Regions from separate parts of the Mus musculus genome. Here region 1 is linked to region 2. Evidence: chromatin contacts called from public promoter capture Hi-C data. All regions are on one chromosome and are shown on one strand. The core of a region is the stretch at or near the end of the contact, and the rest is flanking DNA. Distances in the headings are between cores, read along the strand shown.

Evidence for each region. Promoter capture Hi-C pulls out the DNA fragments that hold promoters and counts their contacts.
Region 1: a promoter capture Hi-C map of embryonic stem cells shows a contact between it and region 2, with 2.9 times the contacts expected there. The contact joins the promoter of Mroh3 here to the promoter of Igfn1 in region 2. A contact is called at or near these places in 7 of 39 promoter capture datasets (the C10 cell line, the HPC-7 cell line, cranial neural crest and 3 more), 2 of 115 datasets of contacts at active chromatin or transcription factors (the 230-238 cell line and the SCID.adh cell line) and 3 of 9 other capture datasets (adipose tissue, embryonic stem cells and liver).

The regions. Positions count from the first base shown.
Region 1 is chr1:136,206,911-136,214,284 of GRCm38.p6, forward strand. Mroh3 (maestro heat-like repeat family member 3) reads right to left here and starts at 5,910. Exons shown (of 23, transcript NM_001329610.2): 1 at 5,695-5,910; 2 at 4,379-4,493; 3 at 1,935-1,999; 4 at 1,503-1,625; 5 at 1,338-1,417; 6 at 843-972; 7 at 7-93. The coding sequence starts at 4,466. Inava (innate immunity activator) reads right to left here. Exons shown (of 10, transcript NM_028872.3): 10 at 6,612-7,374.
Region 2 is chr1:136,000,537-136,007,595 of GRCm38.p6, forward strand. It overlaps Igfn1 (immunoglobulin-like and fibronectin type III domain containing 1), which reads right to left and starts at 5,806. Exons shown (of 27, transcript NM_177642.3): 1 at 5,785-5,806. The coding sequence starts at 5,806.

The sequences.
Region 1 (7,374 bases), core at 4,660-7,159, 210 kb after region 2:
ACCTACCTCCACAAAGCTTTGCAGTATAACCATATTGGGGCTCATGTCTTCCATCACAAGAGCTTGGAGCATATCATCCAGGGCCTGAATCGTCTGGAAGGGAGGAGACATGGAGGGTACACGAGGAAGACAGCCACATGCTTGCTTAGCTTCCTGACAACACTCTCTTCACCCCCTCCACAGGATTCTCAGCATTAGAGAGTTGTCCTACCAGTTTACAGAGACCTCTGTGTTTTATTTTTACAATTCTGGGAACCGATGGCTCTTGGGTGCTAAGCAAATGCTTTACCACCGAGCTATACACCCAGCCACAATTGTTTTTAAACTTTTACTTATTTTTAAAACATTTGTTTATTTATTTTATGTATGTGAGTCACTGTCTTCAGACACACCAGAAGAGGTCATCGGGTCCCATTACAGGTGGTTGTAAGCCACCATGTGGTTGCTGGGAATTGAATTTAGGACCTCTGGAAGAACAGTCAGTGCTCTTAACTGCTGAGCCATCTCTCCAGCCCTTCTCAAACCCATTTTCAAAACCAAATATCCTTGGGAAAATTTGGCAGTCCTTTCGACAATTATTCCCTATAGTCTCTGGATTTTGTTGGTAGACTATCTAAGATTATAGATGGCATGTGAGCTTCAGAGAGAAAAGGTATGGGTGTAACCATTCCCTGGGAAGCCCAGAATGACAGACAGTAAGCTGAATGGAGGACAGGGAGACTTGGGCTCCTGAAGGAGGAGCCAGAGCAGGAGGAAGGCCAGGAAGCCAAGCCAACAGGAGGTAGTCCCCAAGACAAACTCATTCCCATGGAGATCTGCAGCAAGACACATATGGGGGTTACCTGGAGGTAGAGACTAGCGCTCTCCTTTCGGTCTAGACTGGGCATGATGAGAGGCAGGGAGAATGTGCTCGCGATGCTAACATTGACCAGATCCAGCTTCTGGCATAAGTGGAAAGGTGGCTTCACCTGACTTGGGGGAGAAGCGGTGATGAACAAGGGACTCAGGGCATCCTGTGTGAGGCGGAGGTATATTTTCAAACCCTCTGGGGGAAACTGCTCGGCTACTCTCTGAGGTACAGAAAGCTGTGGGCCATCTTCCTTTGATTCCTTGTCAGAGCAGGAGAACATTGATCAGGGAGGCATCCTACACTAGATTTCCAAAAGCCACCCCCCCACACACACACCTCTCCTGGCATCTGGCTGATGAATTGGCCACCATAGACTCTGCCACCTTGATCCTCTAGTCAAGTTCCCAGACTTAGCCTGTCCTCCCAACCCACAAGTTCTCAGGGTCAGAGCCCCAGAGGATAGGAGAGGGCCCATGGGGGAAGGAACCTCAGGGCCACGATGCAGAGCATGGCTTGCTGGCGCACGCTACTATCCAAGATCTCAGGGGGTTCTTCCAGGATGAATGTCTAGAAAGACGAGGAAAAAAATGAGAATTTACCTCAAAGAGGGATACCAGCCTCAGGTCTAGGATGAAGATTTGTTCTTTCTCACCTCAATTTTCTTAGCCAGAAGGGTTTTTGGATAGTACTTATTCATGTTGCCATTGGCCTGGTCACGCACAACGCTGCTCAATGTTGACACAGCATTCAGGAAACTGAGCTTGTCTAATTGGGACTGGGACAGAAGACAAAGCCAGTCTCAGGGCAGGACCTGGGACCTGCACCCCACACTTTGTCCAATCCCAACTCAAGCAGACTGTGCTACACATCTCTGGTGTCTAGGGTCTTTGTAGCCTTCTGGGACAGTAGGGCTGAGAGTCTACAAGGGAGATCCTTTAGGCAGGAGGGTGACTGCCACCCTGTCTGTGGCCAGTGAGAAGGTGACATTCAGGCGGCTTCGGGGCTAGGGCTAAGGGAAGCATCGACCTTCAGATTTTCCTACTCTGCTCCTTAGTTCCCAAAGAGTCTCAAAGCATTTCCTTACCATCTGTCCTGGTTCCATAAAATCCAGAATGAGCTGATAGGCTTCTTTCTCTGACTGGCACAATCCTGAAAGGGGATTTGGAGGTATCAGCTGGCTTTATCAGGTGGGAAGGGACAGCAGCTCTTCCCCTCCTCCTTCACTGAGAGGTGTGGCATGGGAATTTGTAGCACTTCTTATGTAAGCATGGAGGCCAACATGGAAAGCATCCAGGCATGGACTTAAGAGACACTCTGCATCAGACATGGCCACTGATACAAGAATGACTGAGAAGAGAAAGGACTTCGAGCCACTCTCAGTGTCCCACAGATTTCTGGGACTGTCCAACACTGACTTTGAGATTCTTGATTGTGAATGGACTTTGAGTCTCAAGTCAGCCTTGGGAGCCTTTCTTGTCAACTAAGGGGAGATGCATATAGCCTTAAGGGCCTGCTGCAATGAGAAGTAAAGACAGAGGCTGGGAGGGAAGGCTAGGGAAAAAGCCTGATTATGCCAAGTTGAGTCCTGAAGGGATAAGACAAATGAATGAGAGCTATAGCAATAGGGCGGGTGTGGGGGGTAATGGGCCTGAGTGCAGGCTTCTGTTGTCCCTACAGACAAAAGGTTCTAGGCAGGGTTTGAAGCCAAAGTGCAGCCCTTCCATTCACTAACCCCATGGTCTGCTGCAAATGAAACTCTTGACTCAGGTTCATCAACTGTGCAATGGCAAAGATAGACCTCCATGTGGTGATGCTCAATGAACTAATAAAGGCAGATGGGTCCTTAGTAAATTAAAATACACCCCCATCCCCAGGCCCAGTGCAGTAGTGCACATCTTTAATCCTAGCATTTGGAAGGCAGAGACAAGAGAACCAGGAGTTCAGGGTTACCCTTAGCTAATAGTGAGTCCAAGGCCAGTCTGGATTCTATAAGAAGAGCTTGTCTTTTTAAAAAGGAGGGGATTAGTTAAGAGACTGAAACAATAACCAGGAGAGACAAATGGTAGCTTTCCTGGAGGGAGGTGATAGCAGGAGGTAGTCATATCTGATATCTATGTTGATGATCAGTAGAAATAGATGATAGAGAAGATGTGAGCCTAAAAGCTACAAAGAAGTCAAGATTGTTTTAGGGTTAGGAGTGTAGCTCAGTGGTAGAGCACTTGCCTAACATGCTGAAGGCTCCAGGTTTGAGAATCTGGTACAAGTACTAAACAAAAATTAATTAGGCATAGTGGCACACACCTGTAATCCAAGCACTTGGAAGATAGAGGTAGAAGGAAGGGTCTTGGAGTCGAGGCCACCCTGAGCTATATAGTTGAGTTCTGAACCTGCCTGAGCTACATACTGAAATCATACATCAAAAAGTAAAATTAGATACAAAAGAAAAAAAATCAAATAGGTGTTGTAGCACACCCTCTCAATTCTAGTATTGTGAGGCTGCGGCAGAGAATAAGGGTAATTGTGAGGCCAGCTTGATCTACAAAGTGAACTCTGAGCCAGCCAGTGCCATAGTGCTACATAGCAAGACTCTGCCTCAAGAAAAAAGAAATTAAATTTTTGGTCTGAGAGACTAGAAGTCTTGGGTTGTCGTTTGTTGACCTGAGGGTATCTGAAGAGGGTAACAAAGCCAGGGTTCATTTGGGCCATGGGCCATGTTGATTCTGAGATGTCTACCTGGCATTAGAGTGCAGATATAAATAGGCTTTGGGTTGGGACGTGGTGGCACATTCTTGTAATCCTAACCAGGAGGTTGAGGCAGGAGAATCACAAGCTTGAGTAATTTAGCCAGACTCTGTCTAGAAGAGGAGGAGGAAGAGGAAGAGGGAAGAGGAGGAAGAGAAGGAGGAAGAGGAAGAGGAAATGAAAGAGGAGGAGGAGGGAGAGGGAAGGAGGCAAAGGCCAACAGAATAACACAGCAGGTTATCCAGCTGGCCAAGAAGTCTGACAGTCTAAGCTTAATGTTCTAGACCCATGTGGTGGAGAGACCCATCTCCTGGAAGTTGTTCTTTGACCTCCACACATATGCCATGGCATGCATGCACATTGTACATGTGTATGCACACACATGGTAAAGAAATAAAGTGAAATTAAATTTTAAAGGATTAGGGCTATAAGAACTTGGAATTTGGACACCTCTAGTCTAAAAATCAAGTGTTGGTTAAGAGGTTATTGGCCTGTAGGTAGTATGGAAAGATCTTTCCATACTACCTACAGGCTTTAAACATCTAGGGCTCCACTGAACGTCTAGTTGCCTCTAGGTGAGCTTTCAATATCTCAGACCATATCAACGCCCAGCTAAGCTCCAGGCCTCTGAGGGAGATGAGCCTGCAGAAGGAGCAGGCCTTAGAGAGTAGTTATGAAAGGGATAGCCCTTAGAGTGACATCTCTAGCAAGGGCCAGGGAGCCATTATCACTTCCAAACTGCCTCAGTAAGATTAGTGATACCCAGGCCTACAGAAAACTGCTTACCTGATAAACTTGGCTCTAACAAGACATCGTACATCGATGACCGAAATGTTACTCTGTTCAGATTTCTCTCCTCGGAGTGTAGATTCATTTGCCCACCCAGGACAGGATCCAACAGCTTGTAATGAGACCAGCAGTCAGGCCTGATGAGAGTCTGGTCTTCTTAGTGATGCAGGTTTAGTATAGGGGAAGGCTGCAGGAGGCAGCCTGACCATTTACAAGGACAGGGTTGGAGATAGCAGAACACTTGTTCAGCATGTCCTGAGGCTCTGCATTTATCCATGGCATGAGGGCAGAATAAGAAGAGAAAAGAAAAGAAAAGAAAAGAAAAGAAAAGAAAAGAAAAGAAGAAAAGAAAAGAAAAGAAGAGGGGAGGGGAGGGGAGGGGAGGGGAGGGGAGGGGAGGGGGGAAAGGGGAGGGGGAAGAAAAGAAGAGAAGAGAAGAGAAGAGAAGAGAAGAGAAAAAACAAACAAACAAACAAAACAGAACCACAAGAACTGACTGGACAGTGCCCATGCTAGGTCCTGTTTGCTAGTTTCCCATTTTATCTCCTGTTTCTGGGGAAAGTGCACAACCCCCCTTGAAGAACCCTGACTCCTTATGGGTCATGCAGGCACCAGCCAAGGATCTCCTGTGGCAATCTCAGACTCAAGCTGGCTCCCAGGGAAGTTTCTATCTGTGGTTCTGATGTCTTAAGGTCAGGTTCTGAAGCTGTTCTTAGCAGAGGGTTCTTTCCCATTCTCTAGGATGTCCCTTCTGCCATCCAGGAGGGGAGGCTAAGGACTCTAACGTGCCTGCAACTCCCAGACATGGATGCTCAGGTGTAGAGCTAGCCTATGGACTGAAACTGAAAGGAGTTATGCCCAACCAGTTCCTCACACTGGCACATTTCAAGGCTGGCTGCTTACAAGAACTTAGCTATCCCCCATTTTTTCTTAACAGCCTCCCATATCTATATATCTATAGCTATATAGATATATAGATACTTCAACCTCTTTGCCACCTAGAAAGATTATTACAACAGAACCCTCTGATCAAGCTTTACCTGGAATTGGGGGTGGGAACTGGAGAGATGGCTCAACGGTTAAAAGTGCTCACGGTAACTCCAGTTCCAGGGAAGCTGATGCCCTCATCTAGCCAAAGTGGGCACTGCACACACATGGTACGCCCATATACATTTAAAAAAAAAAACCCTAAAATGTATTTTTCTGGGCCTAACAGATGACAGATGGCTAAAACACAAAACCAAATACCTGCCTGACAAGTGTGAAACCCTGGGTTCCATCCCCAACACAGGAAAAATAAAGTTCAAACTTACCACAAAATAAGTTACATCCAAAATCAAGTCCTTACTGGCCACAGTTAATAGCTACATTGATGTTCAGGTCTGAGATAAGGATGCCCACAGCTTCTCTAGAGGCCCTGGAACTCTCTTCCCTTCCCACCCAACCCCTAGCATGGAACAACCCCCAGCCTAATAAAGCCAGGTCCTTGAAAGCCAGATTCCTACAGTCTCTAGGGCTGGCCACCAAGTGCAGCACTGGCGTCACCCCTGCATAGCCATCTGCCTGGCCCTTTGTGACCTACCTCTTCCTTGACTGTGGAGAGGGACAGGCAAAACAGAGACCCCTTTCTCTGCCTGACACAGAGCTGCTACCTCAGACTCAGGCCACAAGCTCTCCAGAAACTGTAGCCATAGCAGGCGCTCTGCTCTCAAGTCCTGAGCACCCCCTACAGGGCAGCAGAAAAAGTTGCAGCCTCCCTCCAACACCCCTCTCCTCCTACTACCCCTCCCTCTCCACCTTTTGCAAAAACACAGAAGGGGTCTTATGGAGAGCCCCTCCTTACCCAAGGAACGCCTGTTTTTCCAGCCACAAGAACAATTTCAAATAAGCCTCAAACCACTGAGCCTGGGCCATCTGAAGCCAGAGAAAAAGGGATCACAAAGCGCTGAAGTGCCTTCCAAGGTTACTCCATGGAGCTGCCATGAGGGTGCTGAAAATGGAATCTGGGCTTTCCAGATTTTAACAGTTGAGCTAAAAGTTCAGGCTCTGGAGACCTTGAGGAGCTTTGCTGGATTCCCTGTGCTCAGAGAAGCAGCTTGAGTTTCTGTCTGTCACTCTGCTTGCTCCCTAGAGTCATGACCAAACCAGGCAGCCATCTCAAGGAGCCCACTCTGTGCTTGGTCAAAACAAACAAACAAACAAAAAAAACAACTCAGCACACACACAGAATCCTTCATCCTCAGCTGGGCCAATCAGATTTTATTGAAGTATTTGGCACAAGGTTGCCCTGTAACGGAGGGCACCGCCACGGTGCAACCACACGAGATAGCTGTTAGGTAAGACCAATAAGTTAATTAATGTGAAGGATGCTCAGGTGTGGGGAGGCACTAGCACTCAGAAGTCTCTCAGCTCTGTGGCTCAGGATCTAAGGCACTTAGGGATCCAGAGAATACACTGGGTTGGGGGGGGGGCATCTATGCACTGGGGAAGGGGCTCAGAAGCCATACAATATGGCAAGTGGAGGTTGGGACTACTGTAGGGTATGGGAAGAACACCATGACAGAAATGCCTGTGCCCTGAAGGGGAGAGGAGAGTTCTGCCCAGCATCTGGGAAACAAGGGAAGAGTCCCTGTTGAGGGAGTCCCACATCCGGCCTCCAGCCTTAAGAAGCAACAGGTATCTCAGAAAGAGGGCCCAGAGCATATGGGACGTCTCAAGGGGCCCTCTATGCCACTTGTCCTACATAAGGAGACAAATGCTGTCGATTAGTCCAGCTCGACATTAGTCCAAAAGGCCAGACTCTGGGGGATAAAGCATAATCATGTTATTAAAGAATAAGACAAATCACAGATATAAATCCTCAGGTCAGGACTTCTGGGAAACACATGTAAAAAAACCGAAAGGTCTCAGCTCTGCATCATCGGCCTGCGATGAGGGGAGGGGAGATGAAAGAAGCACTTAAGGGTGAGGGGGTCCTCGACCCCAGCTCCAAT
Region 2 (7,059 bases), core at 4,556-7,055:
GTTTCTCCCATGATATAAAACTGCTGATTGAGCCCCGTGAAGTTCAGCCATGAAGAGAGAGATCAATCAGGACTGCCTCAACTTCCTAGTTGGTTTCTGCTGGATGTTTAAGGATGGACAATTTGATGTTATCTCTGTCTGTTGCTCTTTGTTCTTTTTTTTGGAACCCTCATCCCGGGGGACACTCTGGACTGCCAGGGAATTCCATCTGATTGACTTGGAGGGATTTCTCTTTTGATTTCAGCTGGATATTTTGAGTGATTGATTTGAAGAAGTTTCTCTCTCTCTCTCTCTCTCTCTCTCTCTCTCTCTCTCTCTCTCTCACACACACACACACACACACACACACACATCTATCTATCATTTATCTATCCATCTGTCTATTTATCTATCTACTTATCTATCATATCTATATATCTATCTATCTCTATTATTTTTTACTTTGGTTTGCTATGTACTTTATAAACTTACTCAAAACTAGAAGTATGGTTCTAGTATGGTTCATCCTTCAACTGTACAGAATGTTCCATCACAATTGCAAAACCCAATTGTATGGTCTGCATACAATATTCACTCTCTGATGCTTCACAGGAGATGTTTGCAGAACTCTGGGCTAGATAAACTGTGTGTTTTAAATCCTTGTATGTGTCCCCAACAAATCCCTGAAAATCTGCCTCAGAAACTCCATCTTACCAAATGTCCTGACCTCATAAACTGTCAACCCTGAAACACATGGGCAGGAAACATGAGGAAGCTTCTGGGGAGATTTACATTGTGTGCCCATGCAGGTGCCAGAGGTTGGTGTTAGGAGTGTTCTTCAGTTGATAGCCACATTAATTTTGGAAACGGGATCTCTCACTGAACCTGGAGATCACTTATTTAGCTAGATTGGCTGGCCAGCAAGCCCAGAGAACCTCCTGGAGCCTCCACCCCCTTCTCCAGCTTGGGGATTACAGGTGTGAGCCAATATGCCTGGCTCCTTTACTAGGGATCAAACTCACATGTTTATACAAGTGCAGCAAACACCTTACTGCCTGTGCCAAATCCCCTTTATAAAGGAAAGCTGCCCACTGGGAGTCCAAGAGGGCATTCTGAAGAACAGTGAGACCTGGACTCTTAACTCCTGGCTCTGTGTGAGTTGACACTGGATGATGCAAGGGTCACTTTAAAGGTCTGACAAAAGATTATGAGCAAGAAGTGTCAGGTGACAAGAAGTACTAAGGTACAGGGAGGCCAGCAAGAGGACTCCACATTCCGTCGTAACCTGTGAAGAAGAGAGGCCCTGCTGAATAATACTTTTTAAAATTTTCCTACTAGCTATGTAATCAGCACTCCTAATCCTTCAGAGTTGGTACAAGTCTCTCCTGGTGCAACAACCAAATTCAATCAGGGAACATGGGCCAGACTGTTAGATGGTAGAAAGAGAAACAAGTGGAGTCTGACAAGGCAGAATCCCCCAAGGAGAGAGAGTCTATTTGTGATCAACTGCAAGGGCCTCTGTAAGAGGGCTGCACACAACTAGAGTAGAAAGCTCCAGACCCATTCGTTCTAGGTGGCTCTGAGAGTGGACTGTGGAGTTTAGATCGGAAACCCCCCTCTGCCACATACTTACTCTATGACTTTTGCCATGCAATTTAAATTCTCGGCACATCACTTTCTATAGTTGTGATGGTTGATACTGCTGATGAACTTGACAAGATGTAGAGGACAAGCTTCTAAGAGGCAAGCTTCGAGGCATGCCTGTGAGAGATGATCTTGATTAGGCTAATTCAAGTGGGAAGACCTATTCTAAACATGGGCGGTGCCATTCCCTAGGCTTGAGTCCTGGACTGTATAAAAAGGGAAATGCTAGCTGAGAATTAATTGCTCTCTTCTTACTCACTTTGGATACAATGTAAATATCTGTATCATGCACTTGTTGTCATGACTTTTCCAGCATAATGGGCTGAATCCTTGAAATTTAAACCAAAATAAACCCTCCCTACCTTAAGTTGTTTTTGTTATTTTATCACAGCAATGGAGAAAGTACGTAATTAATGCATATAAAACAGGGCATAATAATATTTGTTTCATAGGGTTTGGAGGATTCTAAATGGGTGAATATTTGTGTAATTCATAAAGGAGTGACTGGTAGCTGCTTAGTTCTAGATACACAGTGGCTACTAAGCACATCCAAGTTATTAAGTCCTTTCTCCTGACTGATACTCACTTGCTCTTGCTCTAGAGTCAAGAGTAAATAAATGCTCTGTGACAGAATGCTTGTCTAGTGTACAAAGGGACCTAGGTTCAATCCCCAACACTACAAGAACAAATAGAAAAGAAAGATAGCTGTTTAACAAAACAACACAATTTCCCGTGACTTCCAACAAGTGGCAGATACCAATAGCTTGCAGTTTGCCTGAAGTACACCCTGAGTGTGGATGGTAGGATACCCTGAGATCTTGGGTCTTTTCCTGCCATCTCCTTAACACGAGGCTGGTGGATTAGTTTCTTTTCTCCTTGATGTGAGGAAATACTTGACAAAAGCAGCTTAAGGAAGGAAATTTATTTTGACTCATAGTACAAGGGTATCGTCCATCATGACAGGGAAATTGTGGTGGCTGAAGTGCGACACAGCTGGTCACACACATCTCACTCAGAAAGCAGAGCATTGGGCACCAAAGCTTTGCTTGCTTTCTCCTGTTTTATATTCGACGACCCAAGTCCATGAAATGGTGCCACCCACCTCAAGGGTGGGTCTTCAAACCTTAACTAACTCTCACAAACGGATAATTGTAGACTCTGTCAAGTTGATAATCGATATTAACCATAAGTCCACTCCTTGTCAACTTGACATCAAAACATCACTTTTAAGTTATAACCTTCCACCCCTTGTCCCCATAGGCTCTTGGGCATCTTATAATGCATTCAGCCCAACTTCATAAACTCTCACAGTCCTTTTGTGAGTTTTTAAGAAATGTGCTTGTATATGTGTATATGAGGGTATGCCATCTGTGAGCAGGTACCTGCGGAAGCCACAAGAAGATCTCCCACAACTAGAGTTACAGGAAGTCATGGCTCACCCAGCATGAGTGCTGGGATCCAAACTTGAGTCCTCTGTGTCTTACTTTGGGTTTCTATGGCCGTTACAAGAGACACCTTGAACATAGCAATTCTTAAATGGAAAGCATTTCATTGGGGCTGGCTTACAGTTTCAGAGTTCACTATTGTCATGGTGGGAAACATGGCAGTGTACAAGCAGACATAGTGCTAGAGAAGGAGCTGAGAGGTCTACGTCTTGATCTGCAGGCAGCAGAAGTGAATTGTGAGCCACTAGGCAGGCCTGAACTTCTGAGACTTCAAAGCCAGCCCCTTCAGCCCAATCAGGTCACACCCACTCCAGCCAGGCCACACTTCCTCCAACAAGGCCACATCTCCTAATAGTGTCACTCACTCTGGGCCAAGCATTTAGCATTAAGTCTCTGGAGCCATTCCTATTCAAACCACCACACTCTGAAAGCACTATCCATCATTAACAGTTCTAATAGTGTTCAAATGTGAAAGTGAAGAATCCTTTTTAAGACTCAGGCAATCTCTTAACCATGAGTCTCTGTATCAGCACACAGTAAAATTCCTACTTCTGAAGAGAGGAATCCATGACAAGAAATATCAGCAAGCCAAACATGGAAACCTGTCCATTATCTGGGGTTCCTAATGGAATGATCATCTAGATTCCAAAAGGCCCAGCATTCTCGAGAACATCTTTAATCTCAGCACTCAAGTGGATCTCTGTGAGTTCAAGACCAACCTAGTCTACATAGTGAGCTCCAGGACAGCCAGAGCTACAAAGTGAGAGCTTGTCTTGAAACAAACAAACAAACAAACAAACAAACAGGAAGAGAGAAAAGATTCCAAAGGGCTTTAGTAAAATTTCAACTCCCTTTCGAGCACACAGGTATCCTATTTCTTAGGTCGGTGTTACTTCATGACTACGGATTTCTTTGTCAGACATCTCATGGTCCTGTCATCTCCAACATCCTGCCATCTCTATTCTAACTTAAGCTTCATCTTCCTGGCTTCATACAACGGCTAGTTTCCTTAACAAGTATAGCTTCTTCCTCAGCATCAGCCTTGTCCACAATGTTAAATTCCACCCTCTCATCTCCAACGGGCACATTCCTCATATCTTGCTTCCCTACTATTCCTGCCATCTTTACTCCTCTCTAGTTGTAGGCCCGTGTAAGCGCAGTGAACAACAACCATGCCACTGCGGGATGCTAGTGCTATCTTCTCTTGAGAGTTCCTCTGACAAACCAACTAGCTGATTACTTTAAAATTCTGCCCTAGTCAAGTTCTCAGGACATGGGCAGATATAGACAGGTTCTTTGCCACATAAATGGCCTGTGGTCCAGTTCCCAACATTTCCTCTTTTCCTTTGAAACCTCATGAACACCCCTCCAACCTCCCACCCCCCACGCCCCCACACACATACACACACACACTGAATACCTCTTCCAACATCCTGGCCTTCCAAACTCCCATCAGAATGACCTACTAAGCTCAGCTTGTGCTTTAATGCTTTTCCAGCTCCAAGTTCCATTCCCCACCCCCTGCCCCCCACATTCTTCCCAGAAACCAGTTCTAACACGGTCAGATTTGTCCCAGCCACAACCTCACTCTGGTTACTAGTTATTTTTCCGGTTGCTGTAGCAGAATATCTGGTAGGAGCAATGTAAGGAAGGAAGGAAGGAAGGAAGGAAGGGTCACCTTGGCTCACAGGACACATCCATCATGCAGGGGGCACAGCATCAGGCATGACATAAGTAATCACATAGTATCTTCAGCCAAGAAGCAGAAAGAGATGAAGAGCCAACATCCAGCTCTCTTTCTCCTGGACCCCGGGCCACAGGACAGTGATACCCACAGTTATCCTGGGTCTTCCCATCTCAATTGGTTTAGAAAATCCCTCACAGACATGTTGAAGGTTTGTTTCCTGTGGTTCTAGATCTCTTTAAGTTAATAATCAGTACTAATCAGATATTTAGATATTTAATGTTTTGGAGTATTAGAAATCTAGTCCACCAGGTCCTGGTCTTGACCCTAATAGACCCAAAAAGGATCTAGAATCTCAGTGGTAGGTGCTATGAATGTCTAAGACGTGGAGAAATACAGACACCATCAGAGGTCATAGAAAGAGATGTATGATCTTGGACATGGGACTTATATCTTGAGCCCAGTGACCTGGCTGCTCATATCACACTGTCCCCTTACCAGGAAAGGCCTCTGAGTACCCAGTGATTGTATTGATATGGGAGAAAAATCACATTAGGATTCCTCTGTGTAACTAGCAATTGAGACTAGCGAACTCTCCTCACAGTCCCTTGATATTTAGAGTAGGGCCTTCCAAATTCCAGGCTCTATTTATTTATTTTTCTATTTATTTTTAAAAAGAATTTCACTCTTATTATTAATTATAGATATAGTAAGGCACATGTGTACATGAGTGCAGGTGTCCATGGAGACCAAAGTGCTGGACCTCCTAGAACTGGATTACAGATGGTTGTGAGCAACTTGTTATGGATGCTAGAAATCAAATGTGAATCCTCTTAAAGAGCACTTTTAGCTGTTGAGCCATCTCTCCAGCACCTAGGTTTTATTTTTTGCAATGATAGGAATCAAACCTAGGGCCTCATTCATACAGACTAAAGCCCTGTAACTTCTTAAAGGTATGCAAAAATAAGCCAATAAATACCTTTTAACAAAGAAAAATAAAGGTATGCACTAAGCACATAATGTTTAACAGACCTTGTGTTCGCATCTCATTCATGCTGGGACATTTAGTAGAGGGCTGGCTGGGCTGAACAAGACACTAACATACATGTGTCCTCATGCCATGTCCCTCTGGGACTGGTTTTCCTGTGTCAGGTAACTGTAGGAACCTGCCCCCTCCTCCATATTCCTTCTTGCTCGTCCCTCTCAAAGATGGCAGGCTGCTGCTCTTCCCCAGGCTGAGCCAGCTGCAGTTGGCTATGATTAATGGCATCTATTAACAGCAAGTTGTAAACAGATCAGGTACACAGTGCCCATGAAGATCTCACCTCCCTAAACCCCTTGCCACCCCATGACTACTCTTTAACTTTCCAGGCTCCTGCTTCTCCCAGCCTGAGAAACATGGCCTAGGGAACGCTTTACTAAGGGACTCAAAATGTTTTGGAAGTAGGAAGCAAACCTATGGGGCAAAGTCCAGAATCCTAAAATTGGGCCAGGATGAAGGCCCAGGTCAGGGAAGCCGATTTGCAACAGCCTCAAAGAACTATCAAGGCTGCCTCTAGGCTGCCTGGACTTGGGCAAATTACCTCCCCATCTCTGGGCCTCAGTTTCCCTATTGAGTGAGCAATTGGCTCGAATATTTTCCAAACTCCTGCTAGAATCATTAGAGCCGCAGAGATCCTTATGGACATCGCTAATTAGTCCCTGCAAATAAGCAGGCTCACTCCACTTCCCCAACCAGCTACCAGTGTCTGTCCAAGCAATAGTTCGGTTTCCTTCTGGTTAATTATAACCAATTTAAGAACCAAACCACAATTTCTTAGGGGGAACATCCAGAGGAGGATGGGAGACCCTCAGTCCAGAAGAACCCATAACTTTCTGAAGATTCTCTCCTTTAACCCACAGAATAAGGACATGCCTAGGAGGTCAGCTTAACCCATTTGAACAGATGAGAAAAACGGGCCCACAGAGACACCTTGATGGCGGGTGAGTGGCAGCTGGAGAGATTAGGATTAGCGAGTCTGGGTCAGCCTCTGGTCTCTCAATGCTCCCCAGAACGCGAACTGAAAGCCTTTAAAGCCCGGAAACCCAGCCAACTATGAATGCAATCTGAGGTAGGTAATCTCTGCGTGTGAAGTGATTATGTGTAAAAACAGTGGATTAGTGTGTCCGTGCAGCTATGTCTCCTGGGATCAGCGGGACCTAGCCTCTTACCCCGCCTTGGGACACAGAGCGGTGACCTCCCTAATGCAATGCAAGACCACCAGCACTCGCGCGTGGAGCTCAGTAACCCCGTACATTCTGCTGTAC